3 separate regions of the Sus scrofa genome follow, and regions 1 and 2 are each linked to region 3. A link is a contact called in public Hi-C data. All regions are on one chromosome and are shown on one strand. Each heading gives the region's core, a stretch centred on a gene start, on an enhancer-like site or on the middle of the called end of the contact. The rest is flanking DNA. Distances are from core to core; before and after follow the strand shown.

The links. A called contact is a pair of places that touch in the nucleus more often than the background predicts.
Region 1: a Hi-C map of liver shows a contact between it and region 3, with 8 times the contacts expected there. The contact joins two enhancer-like sites. A contact is called at or near these places in 1 of 47 Hi-C or Micro-C datasets (liver) and 1 of 2 datasets of contacts at active chromatin or transcription factors (skeletal muscle).
Region 2: a contact with region 3 is called in a Hi-C map of liver, with 6 times the contacts expected there. The contact joins two enhancer-like sites. A contact is called at or near these places in 2 of 47 Hi-C or Micro-C datasets (epiblast stem cells and liver) and 1 of 2 datasets of contacts at active chromatin or transcription factors (alveolar macrophages).

Annotation. Positions count from the first base shown.
Region 1 is chr13:53,853,427-53,857,095 of Sscrofa11.1, forward strand. No RefSeq gene overlaps it. Among named protein-coding and RNA genes, the nearest start is that of RYBP, 46 kb to the left of the region's middle. Within about 2 kb of position 1,390, at least 3 of the 83 cell types and tissues checked have an H3K27ac peak or open chromatin away from gene starts, as enhancers often do. A contact at or near this core is called in liver, where this site is marked.
Region 2 is chr13:53,706,676-53,710,375 of Sscrofa11.1, forward strand. The region is part of intron 1 of LOC110256273 (a long non-coding RNA gene); the gene reads right to left. Among named protein-coding and RNA genes, the nearest start is that of RYBP, 100 kb to the right of the region's middle. Within about 2 kb of position 2,221, at least 19 of the 83 cell types and tissues checked have an H3K27ac peak or open chromatin away from gene starts, as enhancers often do. A contact at or near this core is called in liver, where this site is marked.
Region 3 is chr13:54,150,233-54,153,833 of Sscrofa11.1, forward strand. All of the region lies in intron 6 of SHQ1 (protein SHQ1 homolog), which reads right to left. Among named protein-coding and RNA genes, the nearest start is that of SHQ1, 29 kb to the right of the region's middle. Within about 2 kb of position 1,834, at least 16 of the 83 cell types and tissues checked have an H3K27ac peak or open chromatin away from gene starts, as enhancers often do. A contact at or near this core is called in liver, where this site is marked.

The DNA.
Region 1 (3,669 bases), core at 140-2,639, 300 kb before region 3:
TCTGGCCCCTTATTTGCACAAACCAGCAACAAAACCAAAGCCCTGGAGGTAATAGAAATCTGCTCCTGTGGTAAGCAGTCTAACCAAAGGTATTGGGTCTCAAGGGTGCTGCTACCTTGAGGTCTCACCCACTGATGCCACACCCCTGCATCCCGACCCACCACCAGAGCAGGTCCCATCCTTATCCTTGGGTCAGGGATCCTGTATATTTTAGTTTCCCCCTTGACACTGTTTTCTTGCTGCTGCCCACCTCTAGAGCTGTGCCAGAAGACTTACCACCCCAGGGAAGGAGAAAGATCTTTTCGAATAAATAGGCCTTGATCAGCACTGGTCTCTAAGCTGATGTTCTTGATCTGTGTGGGGACAATGGCCTTGAAAGCAAGGATCTTTTAGAGGACAGGTATTTCTCAACTACTTGGTTCCTTTCCCCCCCCCCATTTTATAGCCACACTTGTGGTAAATGGAAGTGCCCAGGCTAAGGATGGAATCCAAGCTGCAGCTACCGGCCTACATGACAGCCACAGCATCTTGGGATCTGAGCTGCACCTGTGTGTAGCAATGCCAAATCCTTAACCCACTGAGCAAGGCCAGGGATCAAACTCGCATCCTCATGGAAACTATGTTGGGTTCTTAACCTGCTGAGCCACAATAGGAACTCCTAGTTCCTTTCTCACTAAGTCAAGTTTAGGGCTCTATATAGGGCTTTGCAGCTACTGTGCCTCTGCAGGCCCCAAGAGACTTGGTCCCATCTGCTCTCAGAACAGCCTGGCAGGATCTGGGCAGCTAGGTACCCCACTAATCCTCTAGAGCCATCCCCAGGGATTCCAGATCCCCTCCAAGATCACACACACACACACAATTTTCTGTGTGATGTGTGGTACCACAGGGAAAAGGTGGAGAGGTATGGCTTTTAATCACTGAGTTTTGTTATTCCCAGTAATGCCCCAAGCCTGTTTAGGCTATCCTGGGAGGGTGGTGGGAAGGAAGGGGAGCTTGCAGACTATTGATAAAGTCAAATGTCTCTAGGGAGAGGAGATTTAGAAACACCCAGAAAATGATGGGGAAAATGTAAGACTACCCAGGGTAAGTGGATCACATCCAGGGCACAGGGCAAGGAAGTCTTGCCAGCCCCTGGGGGTGGGGATCTGCTTCTAGCTTAAAGCCATGTGTCTCTGGGGCCAGAAGCAATGGTGTACAGGTGGTTATCTAGAGGATTGTATAGGAAGGAAGATGCTTGGACCCTCTGTGGCCTGTACCAGTAATATAGGAGATCTAGAATCTTCCGTGGGCCTCATATGGGATCAGGGAGGTGCCAAAAGAGCTTGGAACCAGCTCTAGCCTGTGAGCAGGACCAACAAGCCACCACAAGCAAAGCATGCCAAGCCAAGAGCCAATAACCTGGACCCTGGGCACTGGCCAAGTTCTGTCCTGGCTCATGGAATGCCTTTGTGCAAACTGGAAAGAGTTTCATTCTTCTGACACACACAGCCCCACCTGCTCATGGCTCTCCTAGGAAAGCCCTGGCCAGATTTCAGCCCTTCTGTGGGTGCACTTGTGTAAGGCTTAACCCCCATACCCATGAGAGATGGCTCCAGTACTAGAACATTGCTCCAAAGGTGGGAAAATAGTCCCTTCATGGCCTCTTAGTGCAGGTAGCACTTCAGACCAATCATTCTTGAAAGGATCTTCTCCCACTTTCTACTGGTCCCTCAGATGCCCATGTTTTCACCTTAAGTGATGAGGGGGGATTTGGCAATGATGGGGATGGGGAGATGGGGCTTGGAACTCTGGCTGCACTCCCCCCTCTGCTCAGACATGTCACCACTGAGCAATCTCGGAGACTGTTTTTGTTTTTGTTTTTGTTTTAATTTGTTTTCTTTTTTGGCCACCTCACAGCTCATGGAGTTCCCAGGCCAGGGATCAGATCCAAACCATAGCTGTGACCTAAGCTGAAGCTTCAGCAACACTGGATCCTTAACCCACTGTGCCAGGCTGGGGATCAAAACTGCATCCTAGTGCTCCCTGGACACCACTGATCCCATTGCGCCACAGTGAGAACTGCTCAGAGACTGTTTAAATTACCAGTCTGGAAACCAGCTATAATGGAAAAAAATAAAAATCATTATAAAATAAATAAATAAATTACCAGCCTGGCATAAAATCATATTTTCCCTCTTGACGCTTTAGCTGGGTGGAGATGTGCAAGGAAAAATATCTATTATAGCAAAATAAAGAAGCTACTCTTTTTTTTTTTTTTTTTTTTTTTTTTTTGGTACATCCAAGCATTAGGCAAGTAAAACTGCAAGTCTCCTAAACAATTTTTTCTCTCTTATTACATTTTCAGAGAGGTGTTGGCACCTCTTAGGGGTGGGGTAACTGAATGATATCTTTTTACCTAAAACCATCCTGGATTTTACTGATTCCCAGGATCATTACTAATAGCACCACTTTTCTTTCCTTCCTTCCTTCCTTCCTTCCTTCCTTCCTTCCTTCCTTCCTTCCTTCCTTCCTTCCTTCCTTTCTTTCTTTTTGCCAAACCTGCAGCATATGGAAGTTCCCAGGTTAGGGGTTGAATTGGAGCTGCAGCTGCCAGCCTACACCACAGCCACAGCCACACAGGATCCCAGCCGCATCTGTGACCTACACGGCACATCACAGCAATGCCAGATCCCTGACCCACTGAGTGAGGCCAGGGATCAAACCCACAGCCTCATAAATATTCGTCGGTTTCACACTGCGCCACAACAGGAACTCCCCTCTTTTCTTTTCTTCTTTGGCTGCTCCTGTGGACGTGGAAGTTCCCAGGCCAGGAATTTAACCCAGGCCACAGCATCGACCCAAGCCACTGCAGTGACACCATTGGATCCTTAACCCACTGCACCATGGGAGACCTCCAATAGCACCCCTTTTCACTCTCAGAAGTGTCTGGTACAGGTGATAAATTATGTAGTCATCTACTAACAAAGATACAACAGATATTGGGTTTGGCTTTAGCTGTCTTTCCTTCTAGTTCCATCCAGTGAACCCCAAATGAGAAAGACAGGCATGGGCTTAAGGAATGAGTGATCCCTCTGGGTTGGAGAATTCAGGCAGGAAGAAGAATTTGACTTGAGCCTTGAGGGAGAGAGAATTTGGAAAGGAAAGGAGTAAACTTTATAGATAAGAGGGGGACTACTAATTACCTTTTTCAGCAGAACACATTACTTCAAACACTAGCAGCTCAAAACAAAAATAAATATGATCTCACACGGTTTCTGTGGGTCAGTAATTAGAGCGTGGTTTGGCTAGAGGTCCTGGATCAGGATGGGGTCAAGGTATCTGCTGGGAATGTTGTCATCTGAAGACTGGATCAGGGTGAGAAGATCCAGTTCCACAATAGCTCATGCCTGTTGACAGGAATTCCTCACCACGTGGACCTCTCCACCGGGCTGCTTGAATGTCCTCCTAATATGGCAGCTAGCCTCCCTCAGAGCAAGTGATCCAAGAGAGAACAGAAGAGAAACTTCCATGACTTTTATGACTTAACATGGGAAGTCAGGCTCCAGCATTTCTACAATGTCCTATTGATTACATCAGCCAGCCCTATACAGATGTGTGAATACCAACAGGTGGGCAAAGAATGGGGGCTGAGTGTGCACTAAAGCAGAGGCAAAAATAGGGAGCGCATGC
Region 2 (3,700 bases), core at 971-3,470, 440 kb before region 3:
CCATAAGTGATATTGATTTTTAAAAAAAAAGTCTGCAGAGGGGCTAGACAGCTTCAGAGAGGTGAACAAGCAGTACCCTCTCTTCAGTGAAGCCTCCGGATCAAATACTCCCACCTCCCCACGTCCTCCTTCTGACATGCCAGTGGCAGTGGTGGCTGCGGAAGAGAAGCCCCAGGTGGCTGCCTGCGAGTAGTCCCTCCCCAGGAAGGAGTCTGCTCCCCTCACCCAGACCCTATCAAATGTCCCCAAGATTGTCACACCACCACCACAAGAAGCTCTGGGATGTAACTGGGCTTCCCTGGAGAAGGTGACACTGCAGACCTGGGGTTGGGGCTAAACAGGGTCCAGACCCCAGGAGTCCTAAGTTGAACAGCATCCACCAAAAAGATAGATCTAGGTCCTAAGCCCCAGAACATTTGAGGAAGGGTCTTTGCAGATGTAAGTAAGGATCTCCAGATGGGATACCCTGGGTTAGCACTGGGTAGGGGGGAGGCCCTAAACCCCAGGACATGTCCTTTTAAGAGACAGCAGGAAGACACTGACATAGAGAGGAAGGCCATGTGAAGACAGAGACTGAGATTCGAGTGATGTGGCCACGTGCCCCGGAACACCTGGAGCCACCAGAAGCTGAAAGAGGCAAGGACTTCAAAGGGAGCATGGTCCTGTCTGCACCTTGATTTCAGACATCTAGCCCCCGGAAACGTGAGAGGAGACATTTCTGTAGCTGTTACCCAGCCAGGTGGTGGTTAATTTGTCACGACAACCACAGGAAACTCATACACCTGGGACCGGCAGGCTCATCTCTTGCCTCAGCCCACAAAGCGTCACAGACTGCTTGGCTGGAGCAGACATGGGGGCTGAGTCACCTGGCACTGCATGAATCCAGGGACCCAGGTTCCACCTGACCACTATTTCCACCTACACATACACACGCTGCTTTTCCTCCCTTGGTATTTGTCTTCAGACTGACCTAACATTTTCCTATTCAAATAGATTTCCAGAGACACCTTGATCTCTGAGAACCAGCTCTGCTAGCGATGCATTCTCTCCACCCACCCCCCTTTTGTTTTTAGTTTTTTGGGTTTTTGTTTTTGTTTTTTAGGGCTGCACCCTCAGCCTATGGCAGCTTCCAGGCTAGGGATCAAATCGGAGCTGCAATTGCCAGCCTTCACTACAGCCACAGCAACACAGGATCTGAGCTACATCTGCAGTTAACACCACAGCTCCTGGCAACACTGGATCCTTAAACCACTGAGCGAGGCCAGGGATAAAATCTGCATCCTTACGAATACTAGTCGGGTTGGTTACTACTGAGCCACGACTGGAACTCCACCCTTTTATTCATTGATTCAGTCAATAAAACCTTTATGAAGCACTGACTATGTGCTGGGCACTATTCAAGTCTCTGGAAATGCAAGAGGATGAAACAGATTGGAATCCCCCTCCTGTGACCTCGCTTTCTATTGTGGAAGGGCTGGGGGCTAATTACCCCACTGAGTGCAAAGCTGTCAAAATGAACTATATTCGAGAATTCCCACTGTGGCTAATGGGGTTAAGAATCTGACTAGTATCCATGAGAATGTGGATTCGATCCCTGGCTTTGCTCAGTGGGTTAAGGATCTGGCATTGCCATGAGCTGTGGCGTAGGTCACAGACACAGCTCAGGTCTGGCCCTGCTGTGACTGTGGTGTAGGCTGGCAGCTACAGCTCTGATTTGACACTAGCCTGGGAATTTCCATAAGCTGCAGGTGCAAAAAAAAAAAAAAAAATTAAATTAAAAAAAATTGAAAACATTCATTGGCATGTGTCCTAAAATTGTCAGTGACCCCCCTGCGAGTAAGTTTTGAAACAGACCCACAACTTCTCTCCCAGGGAGGGAGCAGGGTGGAGGCAGAGAACAGGATTTGAATTATGGGCCTGCCACTTCCTAGCTGGGAAAGAGCCCTGACAGCAAAGCCAAAGGAGCTCCAGGACTCCTGAGTTCCCTGTCTCTAAAAGCCTGTGGTTCTGGAAAGGGAGAGGCCTCCCCTACAGGGGCCGAGCTGGGGCTGGGCTGTGGGGCTGGGACAGCAGCATTTCTCAGGTGCTGAGCCCTCTGGGCCCAGACGTGGGCCTGGAAGACAGGCCAGAGGGAGGCTCTGGGAGAGAAGGTACAGCTGGCCAGAGCTCAGAGCTCGTGCCAACCCCACCCTCCCGCAGGCGACAGGAAGGAATGTCGTGTGACTTGTGGGATCTGCGGGCAAACAAACCAGGAGGCTGGACACTGGCCCAGGAAGACAGGAAGCCTGCCTCTCAATCTTCTGCTTATAATAAACATCAACTGTTCACTGACGATCTACAACTTGCCAAACCCAGACAATCTGTTTTATACGGTTTATCAGCACAACAACCATTAAAGTGAGTATTACTGTTCCCATTTCACAGATGAGGAGACCAAGGCTCAACTAGGCCACACAGTTCTAAGGGGCAAGGTTAGGATTTGTACCCAAGGCTGAACTTAGCCATCTCACAATACCCCATTTAGATCTAGTTCTGAACTAGTAAGTTGTTTTCAGTTGCAAGGGACAACTTTCCAATTCAATCTGGCCCAAGCCTACCTCCAACTACAAAAAGAATTATTGCAGAGTTTCGGGCTTTCCAGCATAGCTGGATCCAGATGCTCAACAAATGTTCTCACAACTCTGTTACATCCCTTGACCTTGTTTTCTTCAGTGTAGGTTTCACTTTATTTTACCAAAAGTACAAAGATAGCTACCCAAGGTTCCAGGCTCCACTCTGCTTCACAAAATCTCTGGAAACATATCACTCTGTTCTAATAGTTTTAGCACAAGTCCTGAGTATCATTTTCAGTGTTCCAGCTTGGACCAGCTCAGAACTAATCATTTGGTCAAGAGGAGAGAGTATTCCCATTGGCCAGAAAAGGATCAGGTATCCACCTCTGAAGCTGGCAGGTGAGGACAGCATCCTCACCCCCCAGTCAGAGACTGAGAATGGGGTGAGTGACTCACCAAAGGGAAATCAAGAATCACTCACTAGCAGAGCACATTCCTGGCAAGCAGAACCATCAGATATCCAGGACAGCCTCTCTGTCACTCCCTTTCAGTCTTTGGTTAAGTTCCTTTGGGAAATGTCCAGCCTTATCCTCATGGAAATAAGAAGCAAAGCCTGTAGCCACTGCAGCCAGGTAAGATGGCCTTGGAGTGAGATGCATTTGAATGGTCGATCAGGTTGGTGGATTGGTCATCTCCCCATAGTGACAGTGAGCTTGGCCACTGGATTGCCTTTGGCCAGCAGGATGTAAGTGAGTGTGTGTGAGCAGAGGTTTTAAAAGTGTTTGGTTCATTTCATTAGGTCTTCTGTGCCTCTGCCACTTACCATAAGACATCCTCTGGGTAACCACTTATTCCAGAAGGAAGAAATACATGGAATGTACCTGGTCAAAGACTCAAAGCCTGAAGCAGAGCTACTCCAGAAGGCCCACAGACCCAAGAGCAAGACCCATACATAGATATTGCTGGAAGCTCCCAAAGTTTGAGGAGAGTTGTTTGTTATGCAGCGTTATCACAGCAAAACCTGACTATCACACTTTGAAAGTTTGGGAGGATTTATGTTGAGAAAGACCACCATTCTTTGAAGTAAACAGTCTTTTAGAGACTTAGTACTCTGAGCTGTGGCCAGTCTGTATTCTGCCAAGATGTCC
Region 3 (3,601 bases), core at 584-3,083:
CCTAGCCCAGGAATTTCCACATGCTGCAGGTGCCACTGTAAAAAGAAAAAAGAAATTCGTGGAGTTCCTGCTATGGAGCAGTGGATTAAGGATCCAGCATTGCTGCAGCTGGGACAGAGGTCACAGCTGTGATTTGGATTTGATCTCTGGCCCAGGAACTTCCCTTGGGTTCGGCCAACAACAACAACAAAAAAGAAACTCATATGACAGGTAAACTGAGTGGTGATTGTTCCCTTAAAGGACTCATATAAAGATTCCTCAATTTAACTAGAAGCTCTCAGTTCACTTAAAGTAAAGTAAGGAAACTGTAAGAAGGAATATTTCTTCACCACATGAAGAAAGCGGACCTGAAAAAGTATTTTAAGATCTGTGGTACTTAGCAGGAAGATGTGAGAGAATATTCCCTTAGGTATAGTTTTGGAGATGTTCATTGATTCAGTTAATAGGAGGAGTTCCTGCTGTGGCACAGGAGGTTAAGGATCCAGTGCTGTCGCTGCAGAAGCACGGGTTTCGGCTTGGTGCAGTGGATTAAGTATCTGGTGTTGCTGCAGCTGAGGTGTAGACTGTAGCTTTGGCTCAGATTTGATGCCTGGCCTGTGAACTTCCGTATGTCGCAGGTGCTGCCAAAAAAAAAAAAGTAGCTACTAGGAAAGTGCCAGGTGTTCGTGTTCACTAGCCTTTACATCCTACTTGGCTAATAAAGACATCTGCTTCCATGTAATTCTGAACCACAATGTAAAGAGGCTCAGAACCATTGAATAACACATCAACCCACCAACAGGTTTATTCATTACTCTTAAGCCATCACACAGTAAGTGCTCAACAATTTATAAAGGACGACCTGGGAAGTGTGGGTTCTGATGTTACATTACCCACAGGTGTTTTCACACATCACAGGTCACTTTCCATGACCATACACACAAGAATAGTCAACTTGAAAGTACTCTTCTGAATTCCAGAATCCTGGGTGCCCCAACCTTCCCTTAAAATACCACCACTTTTTTCTGAGTGTTTTTGAGTTCCATTTTGGCCTAAGCAGTTCATTGATAATATACAGAAGTATTTAAATTCTGAAACTCAAGCAAAGAAACCAGAGATAATAAATAACAAAAACAACAAACCAGGACATCACCAGAGAAACCAAAAGTCTGAGCTCTCCCAGCCCTTTTTTATTAGAGCTGTAAATCAAATCACCCAGAGGAGAACTTGGGGAGGTTTGCACACCATTGGGTCTAACCGAGCAGCAGCACTGGAAATAACTAGATGTGGCGCCAACAATACTGGACGATTGCCACCACCAGTAACATTTGTTGAGCATTTGCATGACTTAGCTATACGACAAAGCAGCTTTGCTATATAGTTCACAACATTTTGGTTAATTACACTTCTATAAATAATCTACAGTCAAACAAAAGTCAGCTGAATGTTCAGTTCATTTGGTAGAGAAACTGGTGCCCGAACACTGAAGCAAATGGCCCAAGACCACCACCCAACATTAAAAACCCCATTAATACATTTGGGGACTGCCAAGAGGCTCCCATCAAAACGGAAAGGGACCTTGTCACTCCTCTTAGAACCTTGTCTAGTTTTGTTACTTTGACATTTTCCCTTCTGTCAAAATCCCTCTTCCAAACATCCCTGTCTTCTGTGGGTCAACAGTTAAATCATGTGTGATCTGACTCCTCTGAGAGGAATGCAAATCCATTACATTGTACACTTTCTGAAAACAGATTAAGGCAATCAGGAGAAAGTGTGCTGCACGTAAGCCCTTGGCCTAAACTAGCAGCCCTGAGGTGCTGTAGCTTTCAGAGCCGACACTGACAGTTCGCCCTGAAAACACTGGTGGCAAACAGGATGTCCCTGCTAGGAAGTTCATTGACTATAAAAGTTATGTGGTGTCATAACAAGCAGTCACGTGGCAAGATTCTTGGGCTGAGATTAACCACTGAGAGACAACACGGGAAATGTGGTAAATTCATCCTCGTGAAACCAAAGCTCAGTGGGAGCACAGCATTTAACACTTCCATTTACAAGCCTTTAGGGAGGGCGATCCCGATCATTACCAAACAGAAGATGTCAATGAAACTCAGGGTGACACTGAAAATGACAAGCACTGTAACCAAGGCAAAGACAGGGGCAAAGTTCACCATGTTAAGGCTTATCTGGAAATCAAAACAATCCAGCTTAGTATTTTATGAGGGGAAGGGATCAAAGCTGCACTCCTAACCTACACTACTATATTCACCTGGCAATGTCCCACTGCAATGACAAGAAGGCCCAGGAGGCAAAGGAAAAAAGAGGGAGAGGAGAAAGGGAAAAACTACAGCAACATGCTGCTTGAGTGAGCTGGGAACTTCGAAGTTTATTTTTTGGTTTATTTCTTTTCTCCCATATTTGAGACTGGTTCAACATACTTCAATTTAAATCTCCAAATGTGGGTGTCTCAAATATTCAAACAAGAAAAACAAAAATTGAGAGAGGAATCGTGTTAACAAAGAACTTCCCCCTAAAGCTGTGAAATGCACAAAAATTGGAATTTCAAAGGGAAGCCATTCAATTCCTGGCTCTCCTGCCACTGACTTACTCTATAATGACAATTTCTAAGACTTAGAATATGCTATGGGTTTTAAGGACAGCAGTGTCTAGCTCAATCCTCACGATAACTCTCTGAGGTAGATACAGGATTTCCACAGTGACCCAGAGAAGTTGCCACATCACAGAGCCAGCCTGTGGAGGAGCAAGGCGTTAAACCCTGAGCCCCATATTTACTTTATAGCCTATGCATATCCCCACACCTGGCACATTTACAAGATGCGAATTCAAATTCTTCCTTAATCATGTGCCTTGCTAATTTTTTAACGTTCTTTTTTTTTAGTAATTAACATACATCATGAAGTGATTATCACAATAAGTTTAGTAAACAGCCACCGTCTCATATAGACACAAAATTAAAGAAACAGAAAGCAATACTTCTCTTTTTTTTAATTTACTAATTTTTTAATAGTTATTCCAATACAATTTTTTTCTACTGTACAGCATGGCGACCCAGTTACACATACATGTATGAAAGCAGTATTTTTCTTGTGATAAGAACTCTTTAGATCTATTCTCTTAACTTGCATACATAACATAAAGCAATGTTAATTATATTTATCATGTTGAACATTACATCCCTAGTACTTATCTTTTATTTTTAAATTGAAGTGCGGAGTTCCTGACGTGGCTCAGTGGAAACGAATCTGACTAGGGACGCAGGTTCGATCCCTGGCCTCACTCAGTGCGTTAAGGATCCGGCATTGCCATGAACTGTGGTGTAGGTCACAGACAAGGCTCAGATCTTGCTTGCTGTGGCTGTGGCACAGACCATAGGCTATAGCTTCAATTCAGCCCCTAGACTGGGAACTGCCATGTGCCTCAGATGCAGCCCTAAAAAATAAATAAATAAATAAATAAATAAATAAATAAATAAATAAATAAATAAATAAATTGAAGGACAGTTGATTTACAATGCTGTTAGTTCCTGGTATATAGTAAATCAATTCATATACATATGTGTGTATTTTCTTTGTCAGATTCCTTTCCATTATAGGTTATAGCCTAG